4 separate regions of the Mus musculus genome follow, and all the other regions are linked to region 3. Evidence: chromatin contacts called from public promoter capture Hi-C data. All regions are on one chromosome and are shown on one strand. The core of a region is the stretch at or near the end of the contact, and the rest is flanking DNA. Distances in the headings are between cores, read along the strand shown. Region 1 overlaps Rngtt (RNA guanylyltransferase and 5'-phosphatase). Region 2 overlaps Rngtt (RNA guanylyltransferase and 5'-phosphatase). Region 3 holds the start of Zfp292 (zinc finger protein 292). Region 4 overlaps Rngtt (RNA guanylyltransferase and 5'-phosphatase).

The links. Promoter capture Hi-C pulls out the DNA fragments that hold promoters and counts their contacts.
Region 1: a contact with region 3 is called in a promoter capture Hi-C map of liver, with 3 times the contacts expected there. The contact joins the enhancer-like site here to the promoter of Zfp292 in region 3. A contact is called at or near these places in 12 of 39 promoter capture datasets (the 3T3-L1 cell line, 3T3-L1-derived adipocytes, the C10 cell line and 7 more) and 1 of 115 datasets of contacts at active chromatin or transcription factors (pro-B cells).
Region 2: a contact with region 3 is called in a promoter capture Hi-C map of the HPC-7 cell line, with 4 times the contacts expected there. The contact joins the enhancer-like site here to the promoter of Zfp292 in region 3. A contact is called at or near these places in 3 of 39 promoter capture datasets (the HPC-7 cell line, the SN4741 cell line and pre-B cells) and 1 of 115 datasets of contacts at active chromatin or transcription factors (large pre-B cells).
Region 4: a promoter capture Hi-C map of the 3T3-L1 cell line shows a contact between it and region 3, with 7 times the contacts expected there. The contact joins the enhancer-like site here to the promoter of Zfp292 in region 3. A contact is called at or near these places in 14 of 39 promoter capture datasets (the 3T3-L1 cell line, 3T3-L1-derived adipocytes, the C10 cell line and 9 more) and 1 of 115 datasets of contacts at active chromatin or transcription factors (embryonic stem cells).

What each region holds. Positions count from the first base shown.
Region 1 is chr4:33,383,091-33,388,657 of GRCm38.p6, forward strand. The region is part of intron 12 of Rngtt (RNA guanylyltransferase and 5'-phosphatase); the gene reads left to right. Among named protein-coding and RNA genes, the nearest start is that of Mir8118, 52 kb to the right of the region's middle. Within about 2 kb of position 1,356, at least 6 of the 459 cell types and tissues checked have an H3K27ac peak or open chromatin away from gene starts, as enhancers often do. A contact at or near this core is called in liver, where this site is marked.
Region 2 is chr4:33,445,049-33,450,434 of GRCm38.p6, forward strand. All of the region lies in intron 14 of Rngtt (RNA guanylyltransferase and 5'-phosphatase), which reads left to right. Among named protein-coding and RNA genes, the nearest start is that of Mir8118, 9.7 kb to the left of the region's middle. Within about 2 kb of position 2,038, at least 40 of the 459 cell types and tissues checked have an H3K27ac peak or open chromatin away from gene starts, as enhancers often do. A contact at or near this core is called in the HPC-7 cell line and pre-B cells, where this site is marked.
Region 3 is chr4:34,880,055-34,885,565 of GRCm38.p6, forward strand. Zfp292 (zinc finger protein 292) reads right to left here and starts at 2,894. Exons shown (of 8, transcript NM_013889.2): 1 at 2,704-2,894. The coding sequence starts at 2,865.
Region 4 is chr4:33,342,430-33,348,467 of GRCm38.p6, forward strand. All of the region lies in intron 8 of Rngtt (RNA guanylyltransferase and 5'-phosphatase), which reads left to right. Among named protein-coding and RNA genes, the nearest start is that of Rngtt, 35 kb to the left of the region's middle. Within about 2 kb of position 1,497, at least 27 of the 459 cell types and tissues checked have an H3K27ac peak or open chromatin away from gene starts, as enhancers often do. A contact at or near this core is called in 3T3-L1-derived adipocytes, where this site is marked.

The DNA of each region.
Region 1 (5,567 bases), core at 106-2,605, 1.5 Mb before region 3:
AGGGCTTCTAGCTGGGATCCTTTGGCTCAAAAGAACTGAGTCTAGAGGTCTTGCTGGAGGAAAATAATAGCAGCAACTGCTGGGGTCTAGGTTGAATAGGGCACTCAAAGGAATCAGGAATGGTAGTTGAGACATCTGCTGGATTTAGGGAAGGACATAATTGGAGCCATTGTGGATAATGTGGAGGAGACACATACTTGGGGGAGGCCTTTGTAGGAGAAGAACAGGAAAAGGTCTCTGGGGTCCAGACTTGTGATGGGCTCTCCCTTTGTTCAGGGACATAGTGTGACAGTAGGTCTTCCTCCTTTGGGTCACTGGATAGAATTGTTGTTGCTTTTCCCATTGGGGTTTAGCTACCAAAACCTTGGTACCAGCTTTAAGCTAACCTATGAAGGAGGTTGTTGCAATAGACTTAACCAAGCATCTAGGGAGGAAAACTGATCCATGGTGGCCAGGCTTTCCTGTGATCACTAGTCATACTGCTCGTTATCTGCCTTTATTATATATGCCCACAGACACCATTCAATGTCACAAGAAGGCTGCTTTAATTCATAAAGGGTCGGGTCGGAAGGTGTTCTTTCAAAAAATCAACTCCTTTAGTTTGCTTCCCTGTCTTTATTTGCCTCCTGGAAATAGTGAGGGAAACACTCCAAAGGAGTGAGCTGTTCACAAGCAGAAGTGCCTGCAGTTTCACTTTCTGGATTTTAATTCATAATGACAAGTAACATACACGATCAGAAGAGACAGAGGCAGATAGGACAGGAACAAACAAAAGCAATAAAAGAGGTGGGCACCTCTGGAGGTGACCAGGTGACTCACTGAAGAAAATTTAGACTGAGATGTCAGAGGGGTCTGCAAGCATTAAGTTCTCTCCTAGAATCCTGGAACATGTCATGTTGTACACCCTCTAGAAGGGAGCCCAAGCTGAGACCTGAGTGCTGGTCAAACTGTTGTGGACCTCCAAATGTTGCAGGGGTAGTGACTCCAAAGACTCCAACATGACCATCCGTTCTTATTGAGAGTCAGCATTAAGCTGCTGATGTCTGCCCAAAGAGAAACACTTCTCACAGAGTAGCCTCAAATGCATTTTACTGGGAGCTTTTAAAGGGAAAGAACACAGGAAAAACTTCATCCTTGTTGGCAGTTGTAGGGGGAAGTAAAGGAATCGAGCATCAAACATAATTGGCTAGACATTTCAGCCCCAAGTTTCTACAACAGAGCTGGGTGCTTTCCCATGGGACTTTTTTACTGTGTGGGGAGTAAGGAGGGATGTTTATTTCAGGTTAAGCTAATGATGGCTCTGTCTGAGAGAAGATTGAGGAACTTTGTCCCATCACACAGCTAGCCCCAAATAAGCTAAATTAGCCTTTGGACCTGCGGTATTTCAGTCTTTTCCTACTACTGGGTTTCCAATCAGTCTGTGTAGACACAGCTTTTTTCAGGAGTTTTCATTAGCACTTTCCAAGTACCACATTTTGTATATGCAGGTGTCCAAATGGTATTAAATATCATAAGGTCCCTTGTAGCTAGGAAATCTCATTCCTATGATCTGATGTAGTTGAGACTGAGTAGTGGGTAGAATATCAGTTTTCAGGAGAGAGGAATAACTGGTAAAGGCTATTAAGAAAGAAACTCATGCATCCTTTCAGACTATTAGCCAGAATGATCCAGTTCCTATTTGAATTTTTCATACTCTGTATCTAACATAATATTTATATATGAAAAAGGATTATTATATCTAAAACTGAGTAGTTAAGAATTCAGATTGGCCTAATGAAGTAAAAAGGTTTAACAGATGAAAACATGTATTTAAAATAACCAAGATTTACATAGGTTTAAAAACTAGATTGCTATGTTTTCCCCTGTATTTACAGTTATTTATAGTCGATAACCTATCTTATTAATATTTAAATGGTTGTAAACAGGAGTTTGGAAGGAGTCACTGTACTATTATCACCCCCCCCACCTTCTATTATTGGAATACACATTGTTTAATATTTTTATCCTGACTATCTGGAGAGCATTTTGGATACTAATTAAATAAAAAAAGCATGAGTACTTAAAGCATAAAACATGATATTGTTATTAGAGATGGATGTCTTTTGTATGATTTGAATGAGAAGCATTAACTCAAACCTTTGGTATTTCTAGCTAAGACTAAATGTAGTTTAATTTAAAAACTAGATTTTTTTTTTCGTTTAAATTGTGGTGAATGAGAAACACACACGCACACGCACACGCATACACACACACACACACCTACCTACCTACCTACAATGAAAACACTTGAATCTTGAATCTTTTAAACTCTTGTTTTGAATAAGATAGAGTTTAAGGCAAGCAAGCAGCCATAGCAAAATGGCTTGATTCAGTGAGAGCATATAACATTTTCATTTGTAACTTCGTTAAGACCAAAATTATTTATTATTTTATCACTTAGAAATATACTAGGTCGGATATTAAATATCAAGAAAGTTTTATAATCTAGGTGTGAGTTAGAAATACTTGGATATAATCCTGATCTTTTAATAAAAATGAAGTCTTTGGTGTGGTAAACTCCTTCTCTCCTCTCATTGAGGAAATCATCTGTTTTTTTTTTTTTCTTAATATTTGGTGGACACATTAATTTTGAATTTTTGTTATAGTTAAAAGTATTTTACAGGGATGGAGAGACGGTTCAGTGGTTAAGAGCATTGACTGTTCTTCCAGAGGTCCTGAGTTCAATTCCCAGCAACCACATGGTGGCTCACAATTATCTATGATGGGTTCTGATGCCCTCTTCTGGTGTGTCTGAATACAGCGACAGTGTACTCACATATATAAAATAAATAAATCTTTTAAAAAAAGGAAAGTATTTTACAATATCATGTTTTATTTATTTATCCAGTAGACCAAGTTTTATAAACAAATTTATATATTTGTTCTTTGAAACAAGCTTTTCAATTACTAATTTAGTAAGAATATTTTAAATAAGCCTGACTCTTTAAAACTTTCTTTTAAATGGTTAAAACAGTGACTGCTTATTAAAAAGAGAAAGACTTTGTCCAGTAGGGAAACATAAAATGCTGAAATTTAACCTGAGGCTTTTTTAGAATTGTTATTTGTTTTTTCCCCCATTCAAACATAATTTACTTTGATTTTTGGCTAACATTTTAAAATTAATTTTTAGTCGTTTTTATATAATATATTCTGATGATGCTTCTCCTCTTTCCCAGGTCCTCTCAGATTCTCCTCTCCTCTCTACCCACCCTATCCAGCACCTCTCCTTCTCTTTCTCTCTCTAGAAAACAAACACTAGAAACTCACATACAGAACAGAAACCTTACAAAAGACTGGATCAAAAACAATAAACAGTGCCCAAACAGGGCAATACGACATAAAATGTCTACAAAAATACCATCGAGTTTGTTTTGTGTTAAGCATGTACTGCTGGGTGTAAGGCCAACGCTGAAGTGTGGTTAATATACCCAGTGAGACTCCATTGGAGAAAAACACTTTTTCCTTTGTAAGCAGGTGTGAATTGCAGACAGCTTCTTCACTAGGAATGCTTGCCTGTGTCCACTTTCTCCTCTCATTGCTGAAACTCTGTCTGGCTTGAACCTGTGCAGTGCTATCCCAGGCTCTGAAAGTTCATATGTATATCAATCCTGTTGTGTCTGGAGGGCACTATTTTCTTGGAGTCATCCATCTCCTCTGGCTTCTTAAAATCTTTTTGCCTCTTCTTCTACATGGATCCCTGAACCCCTAGGAGAGGAGTTTGTTGAAGATATCCCATTTCTGTCTGAGTGTTCCAAAATCTCTTAATCTCTCCACATTGCCCAGTTGTGGAGTTTCTGTGTTCCCATCTACTGCAAGGGGAAGCTTCTGTGATGAGGGCTGAGTGAGGCAGTGATCTGTGGGTATAGCAGAGTGTCATTAGGAGTCATTCTATTGCTACTACTTCTTTAGCAGACCAATACATAACACTTGCTTTTCTCCTAGGCCTATGGCCTATCCAGTCTCAGGTTCTTTGCCACCTAAGGCAGTGTCAGGCATAGGTTCTGCCTCATGGAGTGGTCCTTCCAGTCAGATAGTGGTTGATTATTCCCCAACAACATACTGTTGTACCAGTGTATCTTGCAGGCAGGGATGCACTTGTAGATGGCAGGGTTTGTAACTGGGTTGATGGTTACTTTTCTCATTTGGTGCCATGCAGCGTACCTTCCAGCACCGTGAGAACTAGTAGTAGGGGTGAAGCCTATATACAGTTAGGTACCAGCTTGACTTCTCTGTGGTCAGTGAGGTATGAAGGTGTTATCTATAGCAATATGTCTTTACCATTAGTTTGTGGAGAGTGTAACCAAGGGCCTTGGCAATAGCCTGAGATGTTTGAGGGTTTCCACGGGGCCCCTTTGGTCAGTGGCTTAACTAGATATAACCCATTCCTGTCACTGGAGAGTTCACATGGTGAAAGATGTCTAGTTGGGGCATTGTCTCCCCTGTTATTTTGGACCCTGTTTAGATGTGTTAGAGTTTCTGTTGCTGTGAAGAGGCACCATAACCATGACAACTCTTATAAAGGAAAGCATTCAATTGAGGCTGGTTTAGAGGTTTAGTCTATTACTATTATGGTGGGATTAAACAAAGTTTTTTTTTGTTTCAAGTTACTTTTTGGTAAACATTAGTAGGAACAAATCACTACTTAAGAGGAACTGTTCTAGAAAATCAACCCTTATTCTTATCTCAGATATTGAATTGGTTTTAAACTTTGTAACTTTTATATTATTATTAATGTAGGTATAGCCATATCCTTTTTAAATAATCTTTGCAACATACTTTAATTTTTTGTTTGTTTGTTTTTTGTTTTTTGAGGCAGGATTTCTCCGTTTAGCCCTGGCTGTCCTGGAACTTATTCTGTAGACCAGGCTGGCCTTGAACTCAGAAATCTGCCTGCCTCTGCCTCCCAAGTGCTGGTATTAAAGGTATGTGCCACCACTGCCCGGCTACATACTTTAATCTTAATACTATTATTACCATTACAAAATTTAGAAAATAATTTTTTTAAAGATTTATTTATTAATTTCATATATGTGGGTGCACTGTCACTGTCTTCAGACACACCAGAAGAAGGCATCGGATCTCCATTACAGATGGTTGTGAGCCACCATGTGGTTGCTGGGATTTGAACTCAGGACCTTTGGAAGAGCAGTCAGTGAGCCATCTCTCCAGCCCCTAGAAAATAATTTTAATGAAGTAAATGTAAATGATTGGTAAGATGTATCTAAAACATAGAAACATGCTATCTTAAATATCTATCAGTTAGGAATACTGGTAAATACATTAATAATAAAGTCCTTAAATTTACTTATTTGTTAAAGATTTAAGCTGTTATAACAGGTACATTGAAATGTTTTTTATTGTTGTTATTATTAGGATAAAATATTTACTTTTTGTTCATCAAAAGTATAAGGTATCTCACAGCAGGATAGAACTTGGCATTTAAGACAAACTAATAAAAACAAAAGAAAATATATTTTTAAGGCATTACACATTACGATGATCTGTAAACGTTACGATGCTTGTGTACT
Region 2 (5,386 bases), core at 788-3,287, 1.4 Mb before region 3:
ATTTTATCCCATTCTCTTATGTTTCTATCTTTAACTTAGCATGATTATTTTGAAATTCATCTCTTGCACTTATAATTACTACTTTTCTTTGTGTGATCATGTTGGAAATTGAACCAAGTGACTTGTGTGTGCTAGGCACTACTTGTTACCATTTGTATATAGTTTTCAGTAGGCTATCCTATATTTTTCTTCTTCTTTTTTTTTTTTTTTTTTTTTTTTTTTTTTTTTTTTTTTTGGTGTTTTTGAGACAGGGTTTCTCTGTGTAGTCCTGGCTGTCCTGGAACTCACTTTGTAGACCAGGCTGGCCTCGAACTCAGAAATCTGCCTGCCTCTGCCTCCCGAGTGCTGGGATTAAAGGCGTGCGCTACCACGCCCGGCTTATCCTATATTTTTCAAGGGTAGATACATAGGTCTGTACCATTGACCTTCCACCAGAACCATACTTTATGGATTATTGTAGTTTTATAGTAAGTTCCAAAATCAAATTGTATAAATCCTTCTGTTTTGTTCTTTTTTTTTAATGTATGTTTGGTCAATCTAGTTTTCTTTCATTTTCATATTTTTAAAAATTATTTCATCAATTTGTATAAAAAGGGCTTATTTGGATTCTGTTTGGATTATGTTGACTCTATAGATAGATTTGAATAAAATTGAAATTTTAACAGTATTGTGATATGAGTTGCTGGATTTGCTTCCCAGGAGAGGAAGAAAGGCAGGTAGATTTTAATAATATAGGGTCATTTAGTTCACCAAGCAAGATGCATCTCTCTATTTAATCCAGCTTTAATGTCTCCCAGTGATATTTTCTTGTTTTGGTGATCTTGCATAGTTTTACAATGCATAAGCATCTGTATTTTATATTTTTGATACTATTATAAAAGTATTTTTATTTCAGTTTCTGAATGTTTATTGCTAATGTACAAAAGATGATTTTAAACATGTTGACTTTGAATTCTATAGTATTATTACAGTCAATTATTGGTTCTTATAGTGATTTTTGTAGATTTTATAGCATTTCTCTACGTAATTATGTGATCCACTGAAAAAGGCTATCCTTGTCTGATCTTGGGTGCATTTCACTGCAGTGTCTTCATTGTTCTGACTGCAGTCTATAACGCCAAGCTGAACAGTAATGTTTAGAGCAGATATCCTTGGACATCTTCCTATCCTGAAGGGAGCATTCAGTCTTTTGTCAAAACTGTTTCCATAACAATATTAGTTAAGAATTGATCAAGTGGGCTTGAGAGATTGCAGAGGACTAGAGTGTGGTTCCTAGCACTCGGGCAGCTCGTAACTAGCTATGCCTCTGGCTGCAGCAGATCCAGCCTCTCTTCTGGCCTCTGTGGGTACCTAGACACATAAATAGTGAAATCATTTGTAAGAGGTGAGTAATTCTAGTTAGCATTGTTGTAAGAAATGAAAGAAAAAATGGGGCTGGGAGATGACTCAGCAGGTGAAACACTTCCTGTGTGAGTGTGAGGGCCCTGAGTTTGGATCTGCAGCACCACAGAAAGCTGGGTATGCTAGGTTGTGTATAATCCAGTGCTCATGGCGAGATGAGAGGCAGAGTACTCAACTGCAAACATAGGCACCATGTGTGGAAAGTGACACCTCTACCTTCATATGTGTGCTATGGCACATAGGAGAGCATACTTCCATATTTGAACGTGTGTGTCTCTCCTGCCCCACATACACATTAAATACACACCAGAGAGGGAGGGCAATGGAAAAAAAAATAGCAAGGCAGCAATAAAAGGGAAGATTTGAACTTTTTCTTTTTATTTGTTATTGTAACTTTGTTAATGTTTTGTTAATCCCACTGGTTAAGAGTAAGACCACTACCATAAATTTTTGAGCCAAATTTGAAGTAAGCTTTATTAAATGCTGGCCAGGGTGACAGATACTGGTCAGGTCTATACTCAGGAATTACCGTAGAATGGCTACAAACTGTTAGTTCCACGATTAGACATGCCCTTGTTCTTCCTGCCTTTGCCCAGTTGGGGCAGGCATACATCCTGGCATCCATGTGGAACAGTTTGTGGTCAGCAGCTGTTTTCTGCATGGTGTCTGTCAGCCAAGTGGAAATCTGCTGAGATGGATATAGACTGGGCACAGAAGTTAGTTTAGGAATATAAAGGAAAGTCTTACATTTGGAACTTTCAGGCCGATAGTCCTTGTAGTTGGAGGAGGGAGGTGTCCCAAGGAGGGGAGGCTTGCACAATCACCCCCCCAGGAGCGAGCAGGTAGGGAAGGTAGGAAACTTAGCCTGTACTTATCTGGAGTCTGTTTGACCTGTGAGAGGTGGTTCCAACTTGTATGGTTTCCTCAACTCCTTGAAGCTTACATACATTTTTTAGTTTACAAAGAAATAAAAGTTCTAGCTATAATAGCATTACCACTGTTTGTAACCTGTACTAAAATCTACAGTGTGGAGAAAGCAGCTAACAGGTGTCTCTGTAAAACAGCTGGAGTAGACTCGTGCCTTTGTGTCATAGCAAAAGCTATGTCCTGACTTAAAAAGCATGGAAATTCCTTTCTCTGTCCAGAGAGTTGGATTTGTATGGATTGGACAGAGGTGTTTTTAGCTTGAGGAGAAGCACTTTTTAAAAGATTTATTTATTTATTTATTTCATGTATGTAAGTACACTGTCTCTGTCTTCAGACACGTCAGAAGAGGGCATCAGATCCCCATTACAGATGGTGTGAGCCACCATGGGGTTGCTGGGAATTGAACTCAGGACCTCTTGGAAAAGCAGTCAGTGAGTGCTCTTAACCACTGCACCATCTCTCCAGCCCTGGAGAAGCTCTTTTAAGTCTGTACTTTGAAGGTAACAAAAGGAAAAGTGAAATCTTGAGCTTGTGATTGATAGTAGTAGTAGTGCTTACCAGCTTACCAAACTTCACTGATCAAGGCTAAAACTCTGACATTTAGAAACCTTAATATAACAATAGCATAAAGAGGAGGGAGGAAATCTGAAACATTCTTATTACTTAAGTCTTTCTTATGCTTCTACAACTTGTATTACATACCTTAAAACAGTTTCTTAGACACTCAGAATTACTTACACTTTGACGTCCTCAGACCTTTACATGCCTTATAACACTTTCTTAGGGCCTCAGAACTTAAATATATGTAAAGCCTTTTAATTTCATCTAGTTGTTTATCCGAGACACAAGTAATTATTATTGAGAGCAGTCATTGCAAAGCAAGTTCTTTTAAATAAAGGAATAGTAAAAAAAATTACTTTTGAAACTTGTTTAGTCTTTACTATAAAGTCTGCTAGCAAGGCAAACCTGTCTGCCTTTCTCAGCAGAAGATCTAGTAGCTCTAGGAAAAAGCAAAGCCTGATTGTTACATATGAAATGAACTTACAAGGAAGGTAGCTTCAGCCTCTAGGAAGGAGCTGATTGCCTGCTGCTGTTAAACTGATAAATCTACATTTTTCCTTGCCTTAAATGCCATCAGAGGTCTGAGAAGGATAAATTTTAGTAGGAAGTATAATCCAAATGGCCTATGTATCAATTAAATTGCAGAGACATACTCACCTAGTTGGTGGCCTTAGGCTAATGTGGTCTCAGTGGCTTGATTGGTGGCAATAGTCAGTATTCACCTGTCGTACAGGACAACATTTGATCTTGAACCACACAGCAGAGCAGTATTGGCCTTTGGCTGCCAGACCCAGGTCCAGGTCCTAGAGATTTTCCTGTAGGAACTTGAGAGGCTGGCCTTTCTTTGACCAAGCAGAGTAGAGCAGTCAACCCAACAGTATTCACAGCCTTGTGCAGATTCCTGGTAACAGGTAAGAAAGACATAAGGAAGTTTTTCTCAGTGATTACTGTTACTACAACCTAGATGGGATAGCGGGTGTCCCACTCTATTTGGAGACCTTAGAGTTCCTTCTAATTTCTCATATACTGGGAAGCTTTTAAAGTAAACATTTAAAGTGCCATAGTCAGAAGGTCTCTGGAGAGTTTGAGGACCATCTATTAAGTTTACTTGTGTTAGGTTTAACCTTGAGAACCTTGAGCTTTAGCAGACTAAATAAAAGTCATTCCTATAATTAATTACATTTGAACTTAGCATGACTAAGTATAGTTCTGACTGTTAGCGTCCATGTCTTAACCATTTTTAACAGTTTATAACAATTAGTACATTTTTATAAGATTAGGAATTTACAGTTTTATCTCCACTGAGTTTGAACCTTATAAGAGAATATTTTCTGAATTGAACCTCTTTTAGTATAAAAATAAATCTTTAAATCACACAGTCCATAAGGAAACTGGTAACTTCTTTCTTGGTGCTTTTTTAGTGTATACCATTTTAGAATATTATAGTTTCTTTTATGACTCAGTTTATCACACTATCTAAAGCTTATTAACAAGGTTATCGAAGACAAGGTGGTTAGACCTACATCTGCAAATCAGTTTCCGCTAGCCTGGATAGACTTTAGGTAAGAAGAGACATTCTATGGGCTCTTTGCCAGACTGCTTAGGTCATTATCTTGCTGCATCATAGAATAGGAATATCCTAGTTTCTGGTGTTTGGTGCTTATAGCAGTTGCCACAACAGTAGCCATTTATGTATTTATTTTAAGATTACATATTAATAAGGACATCATAGCAGAAAACATTTTATAAATGTCCCATAGCCTTAAAAATTTAAATATTTTAAAAGCTGATCTTTAAAAAAATCCAGTTTTTTAAATTTATATTTCCTTTTAAAGAAGTTTAAATTCTAAACTGTAGGCTCCTGCAATATCAAAAATAAAGTACCCTTTTTAAAGTACCCTATTTTACTTTAAGTGGTAAGAAACAGAGTAGAACCACAGTAAGGCAAAAACGAAAATTTAAGCAGTGCAAACAATTCAGTGCTCAGTGTCTGGTATTCATTCATAGTCTCAGGGCCTCCCCAAGAGGCTGAGGTCACCTCTCCGGCCCCAGCCTGGCAGTGCTTATAGCCTGTCTTCTGTGCTCCATCTGGCTCCATTTTATTATGGCTATTGTTTCTGGGGGCCATCACTTGGCACAAGCATTCCCAAAACTGCTGGAATCCCTCTCCTGGGCTCTTTTTAGTAACTTCAGCCCTGCCACACAATGCGAACTCTCAGCTGCTCTTCATGACTGACCCCTTTATGACTTTAAAACCAGAACTACCTGGATGACTCTACATTATAACATTAGGCTACCAGCACAAGGTATTTTCTTGTATATAAATGCATGGAGATGCAGCTTTAATACCTTATTAAAGAAGGAACTGTTTTAAATGTTATCTCTCATAAACCTCATTTTTTATGACTTTGTTTTCAGGACAGAAATTATCATATGAAACTCTATACTAGTTGAAAATATCTTGGAGTCGTCCTTGGTTGTTGTCTATCATGCGGAT
Region 3 (5,511 bases), core at 1,644-4,143:
CATGATGTTTGTGCAGGAATAGAAACCCTGACTAAGACAAGAACTAACTCCTGCAAGCTTCCCTCTCACCTCTGCATGCTGTGGCACATGCACAGAGATACACACAGACACAAATAAGTGTAAATATAACAGAGCAATCTTTAAATAAGCACAAAATTGAGGACTTTAAAACTGAGCCTCAATGCTGACAGAATATTAGCTCAAGTCCAGTGACTGCCAAACGTTTATTTATCCTGGCTTTCTAGAAGCATGTGGACAGCCCAGGTCTACCGGAGAAAGACATAAAAAGGTCGAACTGTAATTCCAAGGTTAGAAAACAGGATTTAATTTCTAGCTCCCCCTACATCTAACATTACATCCCATGTTAACTAAGACAAAATTCTAAGGATATTTGAGTTGGAGCCCAACCCCCACTCTCTCTTCTGTCTTATGCTATTATCTGGAACTCACTATGTAGCCCAGGATGGCCTTAAACTCTGACCTGCCTTCCTCGGCCTCTCAAATACAGAATTAGAGCTCTGGAGATCACTTTTATAATTTATAATATTGGGGTAGGGAGCATAAATCAGTCTTTAGCGAACAAGCCTCGAACCCAAGAGACACTGGGTTTGCCCCTCAGCCAATACACCCTCAGTATGAATTACTATTTCTAATTTTTGAAAACCACCAATGATTACTTCATTACTATTTGATTTTTATCAGCAAGGTAATAAAAAATGATTTATATACCTTAAGATTTATCACTTAATAAAACCAATATCGAGTTATTTTTTTTAACTGTTTTATTCATTAGAAGTAACTTTAAAATGCCAGGCAGTGGCACCTGACTATAATTCCAGCACATGGTGGGGCAGAGGGTGAGAGGGGAACAGGTAAATCTCTGAGTTCAAGTCCAGCCTGGTCTACAGAACAGCCAGGGCCACCCTTCCCCCCCCCCCAACACACACACAGACAATTCCTGTCTTAAAAAAGACAAAACAATAAACAAGAAGAATTTAAAACCTGGTGATGTACCTAGCATGCTGTACCTAGTACCATCTTAACCACAACCACACACACAGTGATACTTGTGCATCAATCTCAAAAACGAAAGAGAAAGCTATACTTATACTCTTTATCGCATGAGCCTTCATTTTAACAGTATTATCAATCCTTAAATCATCAGTGGATTCTACTAAGGAATTAATATCCCGAACTAAAGTAGACTTTAGTCTGCTCCCAACTGCTCATGGTGGCACAGATCTGTAATCCTAGCATTTGGGATGGTGAAGTAAGACGACTACCCAAAATTAATGCCAGCAAGGAGAGCATGGAAAGACTGTCTCAAAACACCTCCTCCAGAAGTGGACTCCATTTACAAATGAAATCTTGGCCGGGCGTGGTGGGGGCGTGGTGGCGCAGGCCTTTAATCCCAGCACTCCGGGAGGCAGAGGCAGGGGGATTTCTGAGTTCGAGGCCAGCCTAGTCTACAAGGTGAGCTCCAGGACAGCCAAGGCTACACTGAGAAACCCTGTTTCAGGGGAAAAAAAAAAAAAAACCAACAAACAAACAAATGAAAGCCTTATTTGTAAATTCTACTAAAATAATTTCTCAGGCTTACGATGGTGGGCAATTTCAGGGCATAGAAAATAGCAAATTTCAAAGTTTCTTTAATACTAAGGTTTAAAACAATGACTCTGTAATGTGGCCTCCAGATCTGACGAACTTTCTGACTGCATATATTTGCAGACAAGTCATCCTTGGTCCTATTTTTTTTTTTTAAATAACGAACCATCAATGCATGAGCATAAAATGCATACGGCAATGGGGCTGCTTCTGTATGTGATCAGATACCCTAGAAAGATAGATTTCAGCACCTGGAGGCTGGCAAGTGAAAGTATCCCTGTGAAATCCTAAAATGCTCCACCATTGTTCAAATCTCAGTGTTTCCAAAACAAAATCTTAAGCATGACACATCCATTAGGTTTCATGCTTTATGTAAAAAACGGCCTCAACTAGGCAGTTTAATCAATGTTCTCCCTCCCTCCATAGTCAGCACACGTTAACTGGGGAGTCTTAAGACCAGATGGAGATCCAAACTCTGATATCTGTCATAAGATAACATTTAGAATGTTACTAACATTCTAAATCCTAGTTAGAAAACGTTGCTGAAAAGCAATGTCCTTGGGCAAGAAAAGAATGGGAAGATCTGAAACTGACCCAAGCACAAATCCCTTGTCAACCAAAGACACTTAACAGGAAAGAACCCAAGAAATGTGGGGGTGGGGGTGCACGGGGGGGGGGCCGGAAATCGTACTCTTCCGGAACGTAAAGGCGAAACAGGCACTGGTAAAGCCGCCCCCAAGGGACGACTGACTATGGAACGGTGACAGCTCCTATGCACCGCGGAGAGCAGCCAGCAGGAACGGCCGCAGCGCAGACGCCGCCGCCACTCCCAGCTTGCAGGTCCGGCGGGATTGGCTCGAGAACATCAACAAAGACCCTCCGGTCGCAGCCTAACCCAACAACAAAGGCCGAGCGACTGCGCGCGACGGCCGGCGGCGACAGGGGGACTGGCGCGCGGCGGGCAGCCCGGCGCCCGCGGCGCAGCCCGGGAGCGTGCACGGAGCCCCGAGGCCGTCCGGCCCAGCCTGGCCGCGGAACACAAAGACGCGGACCGCCCGCGCTCCGGCCGCCGAGGCCCGCGGAGGGGGAGGGGCTCACCTGGCACAGCTGGCGGCAGTAGGCGGCGGCGGCCTCCACCGCGGGCTCCCGGCTCTCGCATAGCCGCCGCTCCAGCTCTTGCAGCCGCTCGCCCAGGCGCCGCAGCTCCGCCGCGCAGCCGCCACCGCTCAGGCGCTCCTGCTCGGCCTCATCGTCCGCCATCTTCGCAGCCCGCTCCGTCGCGTACGCACCTGGGTCACGTGATAACACAATGCCACGTTCGGCGGGGTCACGTGCCCGGTGCGCTGGCACGCCTGGGCGCACGTACAAAGGCCGGGTGTGGGGCTGGCGACCGCCGGGGCAGTGCTGCAGCGAGCTGAAGCTGAGGCCTCTGCTGCTGCGGCGGCGGCTAGGGCCAGGGCCAGGGCGAGGGCAAGGTCTGCGGAACAGCCGGAGGCCAGGGCAGGGTGGAGAGCTGGTGATTGCCCTGGTTCTGGGCCAACCCGAGAACGCCTCCTGGAAACAAGCGCTCTAGGTGTTGGAGGGCACACACACACAACAATTGGGTCAGAACAAAATGAGAGGTTCAATTCTCATTCTGGGAAATCAAGCAGCGAACACAAGAAAAGAATAGTGTGGAGAGAATTCAAACAGACCGAAATGATTAATGTTGTAACCCGGTGGTTTTTAAGGCACAAAAGCTTTTCTAAAATCTGGTTACCGTTACGCGTTACAAGAATCCACACCGAATCTTAGTTTGGGAAAGTAGGTCGAAGGAAAGAACACAATTAAGGATGCTAAAGTAAAAAAAGGAACACGGATGTCAAATAAATGCCAGTAGCAACCCTCCTCTTGGTGCTGCAAAACAGGTGGCCTTCTAAGCCGTATTTTATTTGCAAGACGAAAACAGTATTTGGCATTAGAATTGGAGAAGAGAGCTGAGTGTTGTGTGCACGGTTGTAATCTCAGCACTCGGAGACGAGAGGTTCAAAAGTTCATCCCTGGCTACATAATATTTCCTCCTCCAGCCTATGCCAGATGAGTTCTTACAAATTTAAAGGAGTAGGGGGTAGAATAAGAGGTAGTCGGAAAATCAATGTGCTTAACCATAAATTTCATAATCAAACTAATAACAAACCCAGTGTTTGAGGGCTAGGGGTGTGACTCAGTTGACAGAGTGCTTGCCTAGCTCCGTTCACTGCATAAACCAGGCAAAAGGCACGCAACTGCCTGTTTAATCTCAACCTTCCCTGGTGAACGCCAGAGTATCAGAAGTTCAGAGACTACACTATTTTGCCAGTTTCAGGTCAGCAAGAACAAATAGACAAACAAAACAAAACACCCCACAACCTACTGTTTATTTAAGAGGCAAGATGTCTGCCTTACAACTGAATCCTTTTAAAACAAACAACAGCGTTGACACACCTGGTCATTTTACTGTTGTGTTCTGACTGCACTGTATTTTTCTAAGGATAGTTATCTAAAATGAACAACCAGCCTGGAGGTTGGCTCTAGCAGAACTGCAGCACGAAGGAAGCTGGAGCTGAGGGTCTCCCGGTCCAGTCCGCCCGGGCTACATTGTAATGCTGGGTCTCAAAAACATAATTTCTACCGTATCCAGTAGCCTTTTCAGGAAATGTATATAATAAAGCCAGATGTGATTCTAGTCCTCACAGGTGACGGGAGGAGGACACTTAGTGGAAAATGTTCTCTGAATACTGTGTTGTTCCAGCGAATGTTTTGTAATGCATGCTTTTAAATCATTACATAAGATGAACAAGCACAAGGCAACCTTACAGAAAACAGCATCAATACTGCACATTAACAAGACAGAATCCTCTAATGCTTGCATGTACATGAGACCAGGGGAGCACACTGTAAGGCTAAGGATTTCCTCTATTGGATTGAACAGTGAAAAAGAGTTGAAGAAACAAATGAAGGTAGCTGTTTTGTCTTGCCCTAGTCCCTGTAGATACTCTACCAATGAGCTGCCCTGTACCCTCCTTGCTTAAGATTTTAAATTTTGCAGTTCATTTTCCCAGGTTATATATATAGTTCAGGTATTAAAGTTCCATCAATGTATGCTATTTTAGGATTCCAATGAAAATTATCAAAAGAAATATGTGATTAGCCAATGCACCAGTAAATGCAAGGACTGTACAATAACTAAAGGCTAGGAAGCTTACCTTTTCTACAATTCAACAGTAATGAGTTACACCACACTTCATTTACAGGAAGGAAAGTGTGTAGCAGCAGGTGTGGAGAGAAAGATCCAAAGTGAAATATGCCTGAATAATGATTTTTTAAATTATTACATAGGGCTAGGGTGTAGCTCGATGGCAGAGCACATTCCGGAGACTCTGGTAATGGGATGGGGAGGGGGTACCTAGTAATGTCATTCCTACCTTCAGGCCATGATACCCTTGTGGCTAAAAAAACTGGATTAGGAGCTGGAGAGATGGGCTCAGTGGTTAAGAACATTTGCTAGTTTTCCAGAAGACCAGGGTTGTAGTCCCTGTACCAGGTGGCTGCTTCACAGCTGTCTGTGAGTTCAGTGTCAGGGGATGCCAACTGCTTCTGGAACCAGACATGCAAGTGGTGCACAGACCTCATGCAGGTATGACACTCTTACATAGAAAATAAAATTTTAAAGGAAACTGGAATCATAAATTGGATCTGCATTCTAGTACGGCCATATAAATTCATCTGCACCTTTTGCTTTTATCTAGTGTCTGTGACTGTTAAACTTGAGAATTATGAGGAGAAAGACGGCCTTAGTTAGGGTTTTATTGCTGTGAAGAGACACCAGGACCACAGCAACTCTTATAAAGGACAATATTTCTGGTTTATATTTTCAGAGGATTAGTC
Region 4 (6,038 bases), core at 247-2,746, 1.5 Mb before region 3:
TAGACCAGGCTGGCCTTGAACTCAGAAATCCGCCCTCCTCTGCCACACAAGTGCTGGGATTCAAGGTGTGAGCCACCACCGCCTGGCTTTTTTTTTTTTTTTTTTTTAATATCAAGAAACCACTTTAACATTTCAAAGATTTAGGGATTTGATCTGTGAATTGCTTACAAAGGCATTTTAAAGTGAAGCCAAAGATAGAAAAGGGCTCCGTGAGGTCAGGAGTGGTTACTGCTTTTCTTCTAGCCTGATTAGCACATGTGTTGTCTGTTTGCTGGAGTTGGGCTGTTCCAAGAAGTGTACTCATTGTAGCAGTGACCACAGGTACACTCAAACCTCCCAGTGAGGAGCTGTGACCCACACTGCTGTAAAGTCTAGGACAGCTTATACTAAGTAGTTTCCCTTCCCCCAACAAAACCCAGACTAGAGAACCATGAGGCAGGGAGCCTGTTCGAAGCTCTCGGACCAGGGGCTTCTGACGTGAACTTGACAGAGCTGTTGTGCTAGAGAACCCTCCTTTTCTGTCACCGTTGATTACATGTGTGCGTATGTCTGAGTTGTGAAAATTTAGTTTAAACTAAGTTTCTTTTTCAGTCTGCATGTTGTGTCATTCCTTGAGTTGATACTGAGCCTGCATCTTGGGCTCCCCCTGTGGAGATGCCTGCTGCCACTGTGTGTGTGTCTTGACCCTTTATACTTTTTCTTTCCCAGAAGTTTGTTGAAATAGTAGACATATTTTTGTTCCTTCTTTCTCTTACTATTTTTATTAGTTTGTCAAAGTCACCAAATATTTAGCAGTTTAAATCATCAAACATCTCAGTATCTGAGAACAATTTAGTTGGGTAGTTCTTACTGAGTGACTTTCATGACATTGAAGTTAAACTGTTTACCAAAGCTTCTGTGAACCAAATCTTCCATATGCTGTGCTTGATGGTAGGCTCTTTACTGGCTATTGAGTGAGCTAACTGTACAGTAGCATTGTTGCAAGAGCAAACTGTCAGATCAGGCATTGTGACATGCCTGAGGAAATAAGATTTGTTGTATTCATGAGCTAAAAGCAAGCTCCAAATAGGCAAAAGAGCAAGGCTTCAGATTAACTACCCTCTTGCCCTCCCAACAACAATGACAGCAATAGCCTTAAAACAAACATTTCCAGACATTTTAAGTGTGGCAGCACACACAGATGTCACAGTTCAGTGGCTTCATGCAGTGGAGTAAGATTCAGAATGACCTTGCTGCTCACAAGACACTGCAAACTGGTCGCAGAGGTTTCTTTTGTCCTTTAAGTAGTATATGGTCGTTTAAAAACATCACACAAGCACATCCACAGCTCAGATTCTCTGGTGCTCGGATGCTCCCAACCAAGATGGTAGGAAGTGAGCAGTGTTCGACTTGGAAGGACTACTGCTTTTGTCCGCTCGGTGTGGTCCTGTACTGCCTGCTCTGGTGGAATGTGGCCAACACAGGAGGAGGATCCCAGTTATCTGTGCAGTCCAGCTGCAACACAGAGTTTTCGCGTGGAGATCATTCCAACCTGAAGTTGTATGATAGTTGACATATGCAGAAGGGAGTGTTGGAGCTTCACATAGGAGCTTTAGAGCAGAAATGTCAGCCAGGCACACTATTTTCCACATTTAAAACCTGAAAGCAAAAATGCCACTGTTACTGCTTGCCTCTGATCACTGCCCCTGGAGGCAAAGGGAGGAGGGTAAGGGTTCAGGTAGAATCTTAGCTATATATTGAATTCAAGGCCAACCTGGGGGCTTAAGAACTCCAGTGTAGTTGTTATAGAACGTTTTCTGCACACAGATCTTTCTACCTTTGCGTTCCAAGTGCTGATATTCTTCAATATTTTATTTTATTGATTTATTAAGAGTTTCATTGTTGAAAACTTCCTGGCATGGGGTTGATATTTTATGACCTCAACGAGATGGTATCAGAAGAGCAGCTTTAATCTGGTGTCTCTCTAGTAAAACAGTAGAATTGTAATGGTAGCTATTGTATTATATGTCTCAGAATACTGTCTGTTGGGAGGTTAAACATTTAGCAACGATCAGGTGGGTTATGTACACATTATGGAAAATCAGCTTCTTTGATAATACTGACATGTTCTTTTGTGCACTGCAGTTGCTGTTGTTAAAAAAAGAAAGTTACCCATATAGCCAGATACAGGGGTACACACTTGTTAGGCTGAGGCAGGTAGAACCCAGAGTCCAGGTCAGCTTGAGCTACACAACAAGCTTCAAACCAGTTAAGAGTTCCACAATGAGAACAAATCGGATTTTTTCTTTTTTCTTTCTTTCTTTCTTTCTTTCTTTCTTTCTTTCTTTCTTTCTTTCTTTCTTTCTTTCTTTCTTTCTTCCTTCCTTCCTTCCTTCCTTCCTTCCTTCCTTCCTTCCTTCCTTCCTTTCTGTATTAAAGTTCTTAGTGTGTTAGCCTCAAAAATAGGTGGTGTGAGGACCACCATCTCATGTTTATTTATTTGTTTTTTAATTTAACAGAGAACGGGTGCTGGTGTGGAACTTTTTTTTTCCCGTATGAAGGCTGATGTTTGTGCTTGGAAAGTGTAGTAATTCTGAGAAATAGCCCTGCGCTATAGTTTGGAAAAGCTCTGCATTTTAAAACCGGGTTCCATTTCTATTTTCTGTTTTGTTTTTTTCTTCTTCTTAATTCTATCTTCTTAAGGAGCTAAATTCTAATTTTGTTTGGTAGTAGTTTGGTTCCCAAAATGAATTGTTATCTGTGAAATTAGTAAAGAAATGGGGTACTGAGTGCATTAATTATACAATCCCATTCAAAGGTTTTTATAGGCAGCCCATCTTAGTACAGCGTCTCTGGCTTCCAGCCTAGCTTTAAAATAGCTACTGCTGATAATTTTGTTGGCAGGTAAGCTTGCTTGGACCAGTTTTAATAATATTTTGGGATTTAGGAAACTTAATTTAAAAAATACTCTAATGTGATAGAGAATTAGATTTTGTTGTTTCATGAATTTTGTAGAAAACATTTAAGTTTTGTGTGTGTTAGCTTTGCCTGATAAAAAGTGAACTCTTGGGGGTATAGGATATAGAATATAATTAGAACAAAATAATTGCTGCTTAAATTATAAAATTAAAGTGTCTATATATTGAGAATTCCTTGCTATCTGGCCCTCATAGTTGCCTTTTGAATCTACGTATATGTGATCATTTTCTTTTTGTTTTCTTTAGTGCTATAGACACTTGTTTTTAGCTATTAGAATGATCCATGCAGAATGTCTTATGCTTGACACTTTTCTGTCAGTATCAACAAAGTAGCACTCAGTTTTTAAAAAGAGATTACTTATGTGTTACGTGTGCATATCTGTGTAAGCATACAGTGTGTATGGCGATGCTGCTGGACACAGCTAGAGTAGAGTTACAATAGTTTAAGCTGCTGGATGCGAGTGCGGGCAACTGAACTCAGGTCTTTTGCAAGAGCAACAAGAGACCACTGAGCCTTCTCTCCTGCCCGAGAGGAGTTGATTTCTAGTAGTGTAACCCATTAAACATTTTTCATTGATGTTAAAGAAAAGTGAAAATGAAGGTCATAGAATAGCTCTGTCCCACGGCCAAGTGCTTATAACCTTGCAAACCAAGCAAAAGCTGTTCTGAATTTTCGAAAGCTCTATCTCTGTGCATAAAAGAGACACAAAACAAGCTTCAGTCTTTGTCAGCATGATTCAGTGAGATCAAACCAGAGTTATGGAGGCAGATTAGATTATGCAGACCTGCTGGCCTGGAAAGAACTCTTCATGCTTAGCAGCTAGCCATAGAGGTGGTGAGCAGCTTCACCCTTCAAATTATTGTCTGCTGCCGTCACTGTCAGCCCAGCCACTGACCTCTTGGTGTAACAGGAAAGTTGTACAAGTTTTCACTCACCTGGTTTTGTTTCATTTTATTTTTTCCTGTGTGCATAAACTAGAACCAAGTATTTCCCACTTTTTACTTTTAGGCTTAGAAGATTTTGACATAGGGTCTCCTGTAGCCCAGGTTGGCCTTGGGCTGTCTGCATCCTCCTCCCAAGTGCTGGGATTACAGGTGTGTGCCAGTGCACGCAGTCTTCTCTTTTCACATGTTCTTAATTATGTTTCTTAGAAATACCATAGTTCCATGATTTGCTCATTCCTAAATGTTTATTTCTTTTGCAAAGTAGTGGGGAAGTTTATTTAAAGCACAGCAGTGGAAATGATCAGAATTCTGCAAGTATCCCATGTGGAGATACTCAAAGGCTTAGCTTCTGAATTTATAACATATAATGCAGGACATTTCTCGTAAAATGTTTATATAATATAGTATGTTAGAGGCAATATCTTAATTTTGTTGTAGATTAGGTATTTTCAATAAAATATTTCTTGAAAAAAATTGAGTAACAATTATAAGAATATGGAGATGCAGCTTAAAGAAAATGTTCAGCATCTGAGAAGTTTTAGAAGATGGTTATTTGGACAGCCCATTCTGAGCCACTGAGCACAATATTGTGATATTGTATTATCAGATATTTTGATGTACAGTAGTAATATTTGGGAGGTGAGTTTGTGTGTATTTGAGATGATGATGATGATAGACATGTTTCATGCCCTTGATCGAGTCACAATTTAACTGATTTTTTTTTAAAAAGAGAAAACATTAAAGCACAAAATGAAGTATAATTGTTTTGAAGGGCCTGGTATATACTCTTATCATGCAGGAATTTTAGAAGGATGCTAACGGCAGCAACAGGAAGAAGGAAGCCGTGATTGGCTTGCCAGATGATTGATGTACATGTCTGAGTTGTAGTCCTTAGACACTCAGATGCTTAGGCTATAGAGAGGAAATTGTGACAGAAGTGATGACATCATTTCTTCATTCTTTGGGAACGTGACAAAGTGCAGTGGTTGCTGAGCTACAAGTTTCCTGGATTTGACTGCTGTGTCAGCTCTAGCAAATTATAGATAGAAGGTCCTGTATTTCAGTCTTCCTGGGGGGGGGCTTTTGAGACCTTAAAAAAACTTTTTCTTTAAGATTATTTTTTTTCTCTTTACACATGCATGCGTGTGTGTGTGTGTGTGTGTGTGTGTGTGTGTGTGTGTGTGAGAGAGAGAGAGAGAGAGAGAGAGAGAGAGAGCAAGCATATGCTGTATGTGCAGGCATGTGTAACTTCCATTGTAAGTGCCTCTGAAGGCCAAGAGGGCACCAGGTCTTTTGGAGCAAAAGCCATCCCTCCAGCTTTAGGAAGACATTTCCATAGAGATACAGAAGGCAGAATGTGCAAATAGTCATGTCAGTGCTGTATTATCTTTGGTGACTGGAGGACACAAGAAAACGATATCCCAGAGAGCTACACCTGGAAACCCCTTTCCAAGGTCTCTTTCAGGAGGAGGCAAGGGGGAAATCTATGGTCATATATTTTACAGTTATTCTTTCAATTCTTTAATTCCTTATTTTCAGTTATCTATTAAGGAAATCTTTTTTTGGTACTTGATAAAAGTTTTGACATGACTATAGTAGTTGTGTATCCAATAATGAATTTCAAATGTTGTATATTATGTATATGATGAAAACACTAGAAGGTGGAACTTACTTTTTATCATGGTTATTCTATTATTATTATTTATTGTTGTTCTTCTTCTTATTATTTGCTCCTGTCTATCTTTTTATCCTCAGGATCAAAATAAGAACTTTTCTGTGGCCATGAAGAGAGGAAAAGTGTATTGACTGTAACTTGATAGATTCTTCTGTGGTACCTCCTTTTCCCCCTTATTTCATTAGAAGATTTAAAAAATTCAGTTTCTTATAAGTTGCAAATTTTCACTCTGTAAATCTGGGTTGGGGCCTAAGCCTAGATTCTGTGATACTAACAGGTTTCTTCCACACTTCTAGGGAGCAATAGTGGACCTCATTTTCCTGTGTTAACAGATAGGAGAGCAAAGCTCGAGACACAAAGTGTCTTGTTCAGGTCCTTTATCAATAATTGTTATTGAGTAATTAAGCTTTAAGTTTTCTTGCCTGTTTTAAAAATTAATTTAATTTAATTCATTTGTTTTT